4 separate regions of the Mus musculus genome follow, and all the other regions are linked to region 4. The links are chromatin contacts, called in public HiCAR-type and promoter capture Hi-C maps. All regions are on one chromosome and are shown on one strand. Each heading gives the region's core, a stretch centred on a gene start, on an enhancer-like site or on the middle of the called end of the contact. The rest is flanking DNA. Distances are from core to core; before and after follow the strand shown.

Region 1 (2,700 bases), core at 57-2,556, 260 kb before region 4:
AAAAAGTATAAAATAAAGCCATATATAGTTTGGGTTACCTTTCCGTTGCTGTGATAAAACACCATGACCAAGACAAGTTACAAAAGAAAGCATTTAATCTGTTGCTTACAGGTTCGGAGGATTAGAATCCATGATGTCAGAGCAAAGGAACAGTGGCAGGAACAGCTGAGAGTCTAAAAATCACATCCAAGAGGCAAAGAGAGAGGCCCTCACTAGAAACAAAGGGAGAGGACTTTTGAAACCTCAAAGCCCGCCCCCAGTAACTCACCCTTTCCAACAAGGCCACACCTCCTAACACTTCCCAAACATTTCCACCAATTAGAGACCAAGTATGAAAATATATGAGCCTAAGGAAAGCACTCCCATTCAAACTACCAGACATGTATTAAACAATTTAGAGATAGTGGAGGAATCAGAAATAAAAACAAGGAAACAATAATCCCAAAGCTGGGACAGAGGGTCATTCAGGCTAAACACCTATACACACAAGATAATAAAATAAGGTTTTTTTAAAATTTAATAAAAAAGAAAACTCTTTTAGGCCCATAGGAGGTCAGACCAGACACCAAGGATGTAAAGACAGGAGAATTTTTCCCACACTTGAGCCCACACCCAACTCTCTGGCTAGTCCCCAGCCCCCAGCACACCCTTCACTGCAAGGTACCACACTGACCTCCAAGCCTTCCTGAAGGCTTTTAAGAGCAATTCTCAGAAACCACAGTGCAGGGCTGGGCTCCTTCAGTGTCCTCTCAGCAGATGTGTGCCCTCCCTGTCCATCCTGCACATTCCTCCAACCCACTTTATGTCACCGCACCGGCATCACAGGCCCCATCTGTAACTTGTCTCTTTACTAGTTCATTGGACGTAAGTGGATAGAAATGGAGACAATTATACTTGAAATATTCCCTAGAAAGACAGTACCCAACGCCCAGTCATCACTTCGGAAAGACTGGGACAAAGGATTAGGTTCTTGAAAGCTGGGTTTTGAAGGAGAAAGGGATCAATCCTCAGTGGCCCAGATGCTGCTGTTAATGAGAAACATTGGAATTCAAAGGCTGCGTGTGATAACGCAGGTGAAGAAATGCCACCTTAAGAGACTTCTACTTACCAGATCCTGGGGCAGGCAAGGGTGGGGCCAGCTAAGGGCAAGACCAGGTCTGCCCAGCTGCCCCGAAGGCCAGGGTGGGTGGTCCACCCTTCACAAGCTACACCAGGGCTATGAGAGGAGCGTCTCAGTCAGTGTCCCGTTCTATACCTTGACAGTGGCACAAGCCAGAGTTAGTTTTCCCCAGCTGTGGCAGACTCCTACCTCTCAGCAGAGTCTAAAGAAGGGACTTAACCCGTGGTCAGAGGGTAAGGAATGATCTAGTGCCTGGTCAGCTCAGCAAAACTCACAAGTGACAAGGGTGCTGAGAGGCACTGACCACAAGGACCTCCTTCACCGCTCACTTCCTGCCAATCGTCCCTCCTCTCTGCCACCCCGCATTCAGACTAAGTACTGATGGTCACACATGTGCTCCACAGTTGGCTTTGCAGGAAGCAGCGGGGCAGTCTACCGCAACAAACAGCCCCCACCTGGCTGATCTCTCTTATCCAAGATCAGAAAGACGTACCTGGAGGGTGGTGGTCAAAGCCTGCGGATGTCACATGGTGTGAGTGCTTCTATCCCCAGCCTCCAATGGCTCAGCTCAGGGGAACAGACCAAGACCTGGCCTCGCATGGCAGCCATCAACAACAGTGTTTCATTATGAATCACTTGTGCTGGGTTTCTCTTCATTTCCTGGAGAAAGCAGAAGTGGGAAGTCAGCAGATGCCTGCCCTTCCCATCCTTCCCTCCAAGGAGCCAATGACAGAGCTGCTTCACCAATGACTGGCAGGACAACATGGGTTTCACAAAAGCTCCCCTGAGACTGTGTGTTTGGTGATCAAGCAGAGCCAGGTGGGACCTAGGAACAGAAGGGAAAGTACAGCCTGGTGCCCATGTCTGAATTCCGCCTCTGCTGCTTACTAGCTGTGTGCCCAGCAGGCTGGGGTCCGTATGGCTCCTCGTCCTAACCCTCAGCCTCCCAGTCCTAATTTCAAATCCCTAGGAACTAAATCTAAATGCCTTCCCTTCTCTAAATGGTAAGGTATGGGAGCAGGTGTGTGGAATACCAATATGGAAGAATGGCTCTTTCTAAGACCCCAGCAGAGTTCTTAATGTCTCCACAGGATGGAGAAGACTAGATTGGAGCAGAAGCTTAGAGAAAATCAGAAACGTCTTTGTAGATAAGCCAGGCACAGGGGGGACTGGGGGAGACAAAGCCAAGGGTTAGGGGTTGCAGGAGTGTGAGGCTCAGAAACACACAAAGGAGAAAGTGGGGTGTTCTCCTGATGAGGTGACTTCATTCGTGCAGGTGATGTTCTGCCCAGATGACCCACAGGACAATGTGGGTCAGTAGGGGAAAGGGCAGGGTCCAGGCACTTATAAGAGCAGAGAGGAATCTCTGATTGGATGTTGCAGCCTTGTGCCTTTACAATATGCACATTCCCATAACTCCAGCTTTTCCTATGGGGAAAGTTTCACACTCGGGCTCAGCAAACAACTCAGGCCCAGTGCAGAAGCCACCCACCAGGGGAGCAGAGAGACTCCTTCCACAGGTGGGCATTGCCATGTGGAAGGGAAACACCCTTAGGTTTTCCATGGTCAAAGTCATGAAC
Region 2 (2,700 bases), core at 198-2,697, 480 kb after region 4:
TTCAAGACAGCAATTAAATTACAGTTAAGAAGTAGCAATAGAAATAATTTTATGGTTGGGGTTTACCAAAACAGGAAGAACTGTATTAAAAGGTCACAGCATCTAGAGTCTAAAGAGTCCTTCACGTTTAGGTCCCTGGGCGTCTTTCTAGCCTGCTAAATTCTGTGGACTCCTCTCCTAAAGAATGTTTTTAAATGCACAAAATGGAATTCCCAAGTTAACAGAGAAAACCAACAGTACTCTAATATATAAAAATATCTTAAAGCACCTCTGCAGCATGACAATAATAAATATTCTATTTCATTAATTCCTTAATTAGCAGGGCCCAAGACTTGTTGTAATTTCAATAGTGTTTAAGCAAAAAATTTACTTTGGGAAATCTGGAAAACCTTCCCAGGTCCAATGAAAATATCTAACTAATGTCTATCTGTGAAAAGCCACAGCACTTGCCACTATGACTGCTTTCTTGTTCACATAACATTAGAAATTACTATGTTTCAGTTAAAGTTGGTAAAAATGACCAGATCTTCCCCCACCAGGACCCCGAATTCTATCTATAGGGAGGTAAGTTTGCTAGAGTGAAGCACCTTTGGGGCTGCCCTTCTGCCCCGGGACTAAGCTGCCCTAGCAGGGGTCAGCGACACCCTACACCAGCACTTCATTCGGAACTCTTTTTCAAGAAAACTGTGGGCTTTTTCTCCTCCTTCCCTGACGCTTTGAAACTTTTTACAAAGTAAATTGAAAGCATGCCCTTTTCTTTTTTAAGCAATCCTGTCCGATGTTTTCTACAGACCTTTCCTGTGTGTCTTCAACAAGTGGAAACACCGTTGCCAAAGAAAGGGTCAAGTTAACCTGATGATTCTAATTTTGTGTTTTGATCAAGATCTTGCTTCCACCGATTTAGGTTGGTTGAGCTTTGGAAACACACACACACACACACACACACACACACACACACACACACACCTTCTGTTGTTAAATCGCCGGAGCTCCTGTTCCCAAGACTGCACCTTTGCATTTTGAGCACACACTAGCTCAGAGACAACTAGGCACACATGGCCTCTGGGTCCTCATGGGGGAGCTGTCATCTTCCAACCACATAGCCATAGCATGCCATTGCAGGGACAACCCCGCAGGCGGGCCCCCTCCAAAGCCCGCCCAGCCCCCGCGACGCCCTGGCTCAGCTGCAGGCAGCGACACTCCGGAGCCGGCTGCGGGGCTAGTCTCCGGCTCTCGGCGGGGGAGCGGGGAGCGCGCCCGCCCACACCCACGGCCCCCACACTCGGGAGCGCACACCCCGGCGCGCGCACGCCCGCACACCGGGACGCACGCACAGCACACCGGGGCCACAGACCGTCTCTTGGCGGCGGCGAGTGGGGACACAGCAGGATCCCCGCCCCCCGCACCCCCGAGGGCGCTATCGGCCACCTCGCCCCGCCCCGCCCCTCGAACTCGCCAGTCCCGGCGCCGCTCCGTGGGCTGCAAAGTTTGCAGCGCGAGGCCGTCAAGGGAGCGCGCCGGCGCGGGCTCGGCTGAGCTCCACGCGGCTCAGGATAGCCGTGGTCGCTGGCCCGGCGGCGCGGATGCTCGGCGCACAGCGCTGCTACAGAGAGCCAATCCCGATACCTCGAGTGGGGTCATCCGGGCTGTCCGAGTCCCACAGGGACACTCCAGCCGCGGACGAGGTGCACAGCCAACACTGAGCCCTCCTTGTCTGTTCTCCTGGGCTCAGACCCTTCACCACCGTTACTCAGCCATGGCTCCAGGTCCTGCTCGGATCAGCTTGGGGTCCCAGCTGCTGCCCATGGTGCCGCTGCTCCTGCTGCTGCGGGGCGCAGGCTGCGGCCACAGGGGCCCCTCATGGTCCTCATTGCCCTCGGCAGCTGCCGGTCTGCAGGGGGACAGGGACTCCCAGCAGTCACCCGGGGACGCAGCAGCCGCTCTGGGCCCAGGCGCCCAGGACATGGTCGCTATCCACATGCTCAGGCTCTATGAGAAGTACAACCGAAGAGGTGCTCCACCGGGAGGAGGCAACACCGTCCGAAGCTTCCGTGCCCGGCTGGGTAAGTAGAAGATGCACCGGGAGTCCTAATCCATCAGTTCTCTATCTGTTTTCTCTGTTCCTTCGCAGCTTTCTTCTCCCTTCCTTTCTTGTACTGACTTTTAATTCATCTTTCCACTGACAATCCACTCAGTTCCCTGAACCAGGCCAGAGCTTGCAGTTGGGACAAGTGGTACTTGGTGGCAGACCTCCTGTCCCTGGGAGCTTGCACAACTGCTGGACAACTATCAGCATATACTCAAGGCTTTAGGCACAGAATGGAGATGGGCATGGACTGAGGACCATCCGTGCCATAAGTTGTGCTGGCACTTGCTGTATGGGGGTCACAGGGATTGCTCAGCGAGTCACAAGGCAGCACCAGTGGAAGTGCCAAGCACGGAGCCCGGATAGGAAGCTTGATTTGGGTAGCAAGAAAGCACAGAGCACTAAGAGCCTGTGACCTCAGGACGGAAAACTTCAGAAGAAAGGTCTCAGAAAAGGTCCAGAAGCACCTTGCCCAGGTCCTGGTCCATGCCCCACTTTACTCTCTTCACACCTAGGGATGAACTTGCCAGAGGCCATTTGACAGAGGCTCTCCCCACCCTCTTCTTAGGGAAGGTGGCTCTGAGCCCCAGCCCACTAACTTTGGGCTGAGAAGC
Region 3 (2,700 bases), core at 133-2,632, 490 kb after region 4:
CTCTCTTCACTTTGATTAACGCTACTTGTGATGAGACAGACAGAGGCTAAGCATGGAGATACAGCTTTTAAACACTGTCTTTGGGCTAACTCAAGCAGCCTTCATAGGAGAGAAACCATCTCTGGACATAGAGTCAGTCTCAGAACTGCCCAACGGCTCCTGTGAGCTCCAACTTCTCTGTGGGTCTCCTGGCTGAGAATCATGATCTAGGTGACCTTCCCATCAACATGAACCAAGTTGTCCTCTGAATACCCATACACACACACACACACACACACACACACACACACACACAAAACACACAACACACACAACACACACACACACACATACACACACACACACAAAACACACAACACACACAACACACACACACACACACACATACACACACACACACACACACAACACACACACACAAAACACACAACACACACAACACACACACACACACATACACACACACACACACACACAACACACACACACACACACATACACACACACATAACACACACAACACACACACACATACACACACTCACACTTGTGCACTTGCATATACCAGCACCACACAGACCAGGGTCAAGGCTGGTCAATATGCATCAGATACATATGTTTGTGGTACTAATAAGCATCTAGCCTGAACACAGAGCTTCCCTTCACCCCACCCCCACTGCAGCATGGTCAGCATCAGCACTGGAGGGTGGTTGAACATAGCTACCCACTGTCAGGAGCTGACAGTGGCCTACGTGTATGCAAACACATCTTCTTAAAGGAGACTCAAAGGGCTGAGGCCACAGCTCGGAAGAACAGTGGGGACAGGAGGTACCATCTGTGTTGGCTGGGACGTCACCAGTCCACTGAATGTTCTGGGCCCATGCACACTCCATTCTCAGTACTCAGGAGCTCTTTCCTCAGAGGCCAGTGCCTAGATACACTGCCGGGTTCCGATACCATAAGGACCAGACTTCGTCTAACCCTGATGCAATCTCCCCCATCACCCCACCTCCCTGACCCCCACAGTTTGTGTCATCTTCTGGGTACTTGGTGAGCTTTCTATATCTGGGGAACTCCCCAGCCTCATTTTCTGAATTCCTTGTTTCTGTGGTCCACCAGGATACGGTCTGTGTGCCCCTGCCTGGAGAGTCTTCTGAACGAAGCCAGCTAGGAAAGGAACAAAGATTCTAATTAGGGTGGATGACCCTCCGGAGAAATGCCGATCCTTTACAGTAGTCAGCATCCTTTCCACCAGCCCCTAGTGCTGGTCAGATGTTTATACAGTCTTCATTAAAGAGAGCTGCCTGAGATAAGAGGTCCGAGCAGAGCATCCACACCCAGATAAGAAGAGTGGAGGATTGTTGGGGAGACCGTGAGACAGCCAAAGTCTTGGCTAAGCAGTCAGCAGGACAATGTGGGCCTATTCCTCCCGGGCTCCTCGTTGCACCAAGTGATAGACCACAGCAGCCCCTCAGGCCCCCTTCAGGGCCCAAGATGTCCCCTGGGGCCTTCCGGGTGGCCCTGCTCCCGCTGTTCCTGCTGGTCTGTGTCACACAGCAGAAGCCGCTGCAGAACTGGGAACAAGCATCCCCTGGGGAAAATGCCCACAGCTCCCTGGGATTGTCTGGAGCTGGAGAGGAGGGTGTCTTTGACCTGCAGATGTTCCTGGAGAACATGAAGGTGGATTTCCTACGCAGCCTTAACCTCAGCGGCATTCCCTCCCAGGACAAAACCAGAGCGGAGCCACCCCAGTACATGATCGACTTGTACAACAGATACACAACGGACAAATCGTCTACGCCTGCCTCCAACATCGTGCGGAGCTTCAGCGTGGAAGGTATAGTGCTTCCTCCAGGGTTCCGTGGGGTGGGACATACTGCACCCTGCCCCCCACAGTGAAGTGGCTCTGCCGTGTGGGACGGTCACTGACCACGGCAGACCTTCAGGTTTCTGTGGAAGTGACTCCCAATGAAACAGGGAGAAAATACGAATTCCCTGTTCATCATTTGCGTGGCTAATGGCTTCCCTACAGGGCAGTGCAAATCATGGGCCCTGTCCATCAACACTAAAGGATCTGGTGCACAGCTCCTCCTCCGGGCCACATCCACAGTTAACCCCATAGGTACCCAGTATACCAGGTTTCTGCTTCCCTCTGTTCACTCCCTCTCTGCCTCATTTCCCTGTTTCTGCTTCAGCCTCCTTTGCTCTGCTTCCTGCCTCTCCTACTTCCCCCTCCCTCCTCTCTCTCTCCTCTTCTTCCCTCTCCTCCCTTTTCTTTCCACTTCCTCTTCCCTTCCTATCTTCCTCTCTCCTTCCCTGTCTTCTTCTGACTTAGAAATAGATCATTCATTTAGCCTGCAATAAACTTGTATATTTTTTCAGCTTTAAAAGGAAACCAGGTTTTCTCTTATAAAATGCATTTTAGAACTAGATTGTAAAATGTCAATAGAGTAGAAGAGGCAGTGGGCAGTGTGTCTGTCCAATATGTTTTCGGTGTGAAGTGTCGTTGATTTAGGAAGATTAGATAATAAACACGGAGGTGAAGTCTGTAACTGACAACTCACAGAACACCAGAATCCACGTAGTATGAGTTACTGAAGAGAAAGCTGGGATTGCTAGGGCTGAGGAACCCGGGTCAGGCACCCTTTGCAAGGTCACGTGGCTGGCCCTACGTCCTGCATAGAACCAGCTGCATAGAAC
Region 4 (2,700 bases), core at 195-2,694:
CTATATAGAAAAAAATCAGGAATAGTTAACCTAGAAGTGAAAAAGTGATTCCAAACCCTTTGGTGGTCTTTAACAGGTAACATCCTCTATTAATTTATGATCTAGCCAACTGAGAGTGGTATGTGACACATCTGAAACTTCGTGGAGAATTTAAGGCTTTATTTTAAATTTTTGTCTATAAAAGTCTTTCAATCAACCCAATGAGTATGACTTCCATGCTTGGTGATGGGGAAATGATGCAAAATAGGCCTCTAAGTACCATTTTGATTACTTCGTCAGACACAGAAGTAAACCTTCCAAGTTTAACAGCCTCAATAAGAGAACTGAAGTAACCATTACCAATGATACGAAAATTGACAAGGGGGGGGTGGGATTTAAGAATAAAGGTAGTATATTTAAGCCAAACCTGGATATTCTTCCTAACACTATCCTTGGAAGTTCCAGTCAAATGAGCCAAATACCTTACTTAACATACATCCCTTACATAATCGTCTCATTTAAAGGCACATCTATTCTGTTCCATACTACCCTAATTTTTAAGGGTCTTTCTCTTGGCCTTCACATCTTCTCCACCTGGATACAGCACTAACTGTTGCCAAATGAATGAATGAAATAAACATGTTCTAACTGACCAGGTACTTGGTGGAAGCTGATCTCAAAACACAATAGACCGGCAGACCAGAATTCTACTGAAAAGATCACTTAATTTCAGAAGTAAAAATAGAAACTACCGGACACTGTGCAGTCAACATGATATTAAATTCCCGGTGGGATGGGAAACTTTCGGGAATAACAATGTAATGCGTTCCTTACGGTACTTTACAATGGACTTGGTTCTACCTTGTCTGGACTAGGAACCCAAGCGCAAGACAAAGGGACAGCGGCGGGGGAAAGTCAAAAGGTCAGCGGCAGGCGCCCCTCTCAAGGCGCGGCCCGCAGGCCGGCGCGCTCGCGGCCACCCGGCTCTTCTCGGCGTCGCGGCACTCACGTCCGCACAAAGAAACCGCCCACAGTCAAAACACGCTCCCCGTGGGTGCGGGAGACGTATGCACGGTCGCGTCGGCCCGACCTCCGCGGGAGCACCTCCGAACTTGCCGCCCACCCGCTCCATTTCCCCCCGCGCGACGTGGAAGCCGGCCGGAGCGGTGAAGCCAGGTCGCGCGGAGTGGACCACGCCCCCCGCTGCCCCCGCCGCCCGCGCTATTGTTCCCGCGCCGCCCCCGCCCCGCGCGCGTTCCCGGGAGGGGGTCACGGCCGGGGAAAAGCGGCGGCCGCCCGAGCCGCGGCGCCCGCGCACTCACCCGGCAGTGCAGCCAACGGCGACCTGGAAGCCCGTAGCGGAGAACGGCGCCGTCCTGCGGTGGCCGCGGCCGCTACTCAATCCTGTTCGCGGCTCCGCGTTTCGGCCGCAACGTCCGGCCTCGGCCGCTCCGCTGACTAACAGAGACGCGGGCCGTCAACGCGCACGCCCGCCCACGTCATCGCGCAGGGCCCCGCCTCCGCGCCGGCGAGCGGCCTAGGGGCGGGCCAGCCCCGGGGGCCCGGATTACGAGGGCGTGGCCCCGCGACTTGGGCGTGGCTACACTGGGGGGCGGGCTGCAGTAGCGGAGGTTTTCCCCTGAGGGCGGGGCCGCGAGCAGCGTCTGGGCGGCCGCGTGTGAGGGGCGGGGCCGGGAGCAGCAGGGGGCGGGTCTGCGATGGCACGTGGCGGCGCGTGGCGGCGAAACACCAGTCATAGCTTAAGCCTGCATGGTTGCTAGCCTCGCGGGGAGGAGGGGTTAGTGTTTGAAGGTCAGGCACGCGTGCCAGGGCACACACCTGAACCACGGAGAGTCCTGGTTTGACAGATACTCTTCAAGGGCCTACCACCCACCAAGGAGTAGATGTTCTCTAGCTCCCTGGAAGAAGTTACCTCCTTTTACCCCCCAAACCCTCCTGCTCCAGATTTTTTGCCTTACCTGATTTACCTGCAAGTCCTTGCGGCTCTCGCAAATATTAACTATTCACGGATAAACTGACGAGCCTCGACAATGGATGGAAAGGTATTTAAATCACTATCATTCATGAGGCAAAATATATTTAGCACTTTAAAGAGTTCAAAGGCATTCTCGCCAACAACGGAGAATATCACTAAGAGAAAGAAGCAACACATACATATAGAATGATTCTACGTTTATATAAAATATATTACATGCACAGTATATTAAACTTGGAAAAAAAGTATGACAATTGCTTTGACAGTAGGAAATAAAGGGCAGTCTCTCTTACACCTGTGTAGTATACTGTGATTTCCAAAATATACAAATATGTATTGAGTAAATTCAGGTAGACTGTTCCCATTACATGTTAAAATGGTCTTTCTCCAGGGATGCTATCATGAAGCAAATGTGAGCACTCATTCATTTATTCTCCCCCCATTTTATCTCTCAGCAATTTTTTAATTTTAATTTCTTATTTCTCCAGTAAATATTTTATTGCTTGCCTATTCTCTTAAAGGCAGTGTACTAGCACTAGCAATAAGTAGAACTTATAGAGAATTCTTGTGGTATCAAGATAATAAACTATACACCAAATCAAATCGACACTAAAATGCAAATTAAGGACACATCCAACTATGAAAGGAACCAATGTATTAATAAGGCCAGGAAAGCCTTCTCTAAGGAGCTGCCTCCTAATTTGAGAACAGGTTTGACCAGGGAT

Evidence for each region. Promoter capture Hi-C pulls out the DNA fragments that hold promoters and counts their contacts. HiCAR-type assays count read pairs that join an accessible place to other places. Capture Hi-C pulls out chosen DNA fragments and counts their contacts.
Region 1: a contact with region 4 is called in a promoter capture Hi-C map of the HPC-7 cell line. The contact joins the promoter of Wdfy4 here to the promoter of Mapk8 in region 4. A contact is called at or near these places in 3 of 39 promoter capture datasets (the C10 cell line, the HPC-7 cell line and pre-B cells) and 1 of 484 Hi-C or Micro-C datasets (B cells).
Region 2: a HiCAR-type map of astrocytes shows a contact between it and region 4, with 2.2 times the contacts expected there. The contact joins the promoter of Gdf10 here to the promoter of Mapk8 in region 4. A contact is called at or near these places in 3 of 39 promoter capture datasets (cranial neural crest, hippocampal neurons and trophoblast stem cells), 1 of 484 Hi-C or Micro-C datasets (embryonic stem cells), 1 of 115 datasets of contacts at active chromatin or transcription factors (astrocytes) and 1 of 9 other capture datasets (adipose tissue).
Region 3: a contact with region 4 is called in a promoter capture Hi-C map of adipose tissue. The contact joins the promoter of Gdf2 here to the promoter of Mapk8 in region 4. A contact is called at or near these places in 3 of 39 promoter capture datasets (3T3-L1-derived adipocytes, cranial neural crest and hippocampal neurons), 1 of 115 datasets of contacts at active chromatin or transcription factors (astrocytes) and 1 of 9 other capture datasets (adipose tissue).

What each region holds. Positions count from the first base shown.
Region 1 is chr14:33,183,760-33,186,459 of GRCm38.p6, forward strand. It overlaps Wdfy4 (WD repeat and FYVE domain containing 4), which reads right to left and starts at 1,307. Exons shown (of 59, transcript NM_001146022.2): 1 at 1,109-1,307.
Region 2 is chr14:33,922,140-33,924,839 of GRCm38.p6, forward strand. Gdf10 (growth differentiation factor 10) reads left to right here and starts at 1,448. Exons shown (of 3, transcript NM_145741.3): 1 at 1,448-2,063. The coding sequence starts at 1,757. It overlaps Gm30031 (a long non-coding RNA gene), which reads right to left and starts at 960. Exons shown (of 4, transcript XR_001781214.1): 1 at 1-960.
Region 3 is chr14:33,939,657-33,942,356 of GRCm38.p6, forward strand. Gdf2 (growth differentiation factor 2) reads left to right here and starts at 1,383. Exons shown (of 2, transcript NM_019506.4): 1 at 1,383-1,837. The coding sequence starts at 1,495.
Region 4 is chr14:33,445,714-33,448,413 of GRCm38.p6, forward strand. It overlaps Mapk8 (mitogen-activated protein kinase 8), which reads right to left and starts at 1,445. Exons shown (of 12, transcript NM_001310454.1): 1 at 1,302-1,445.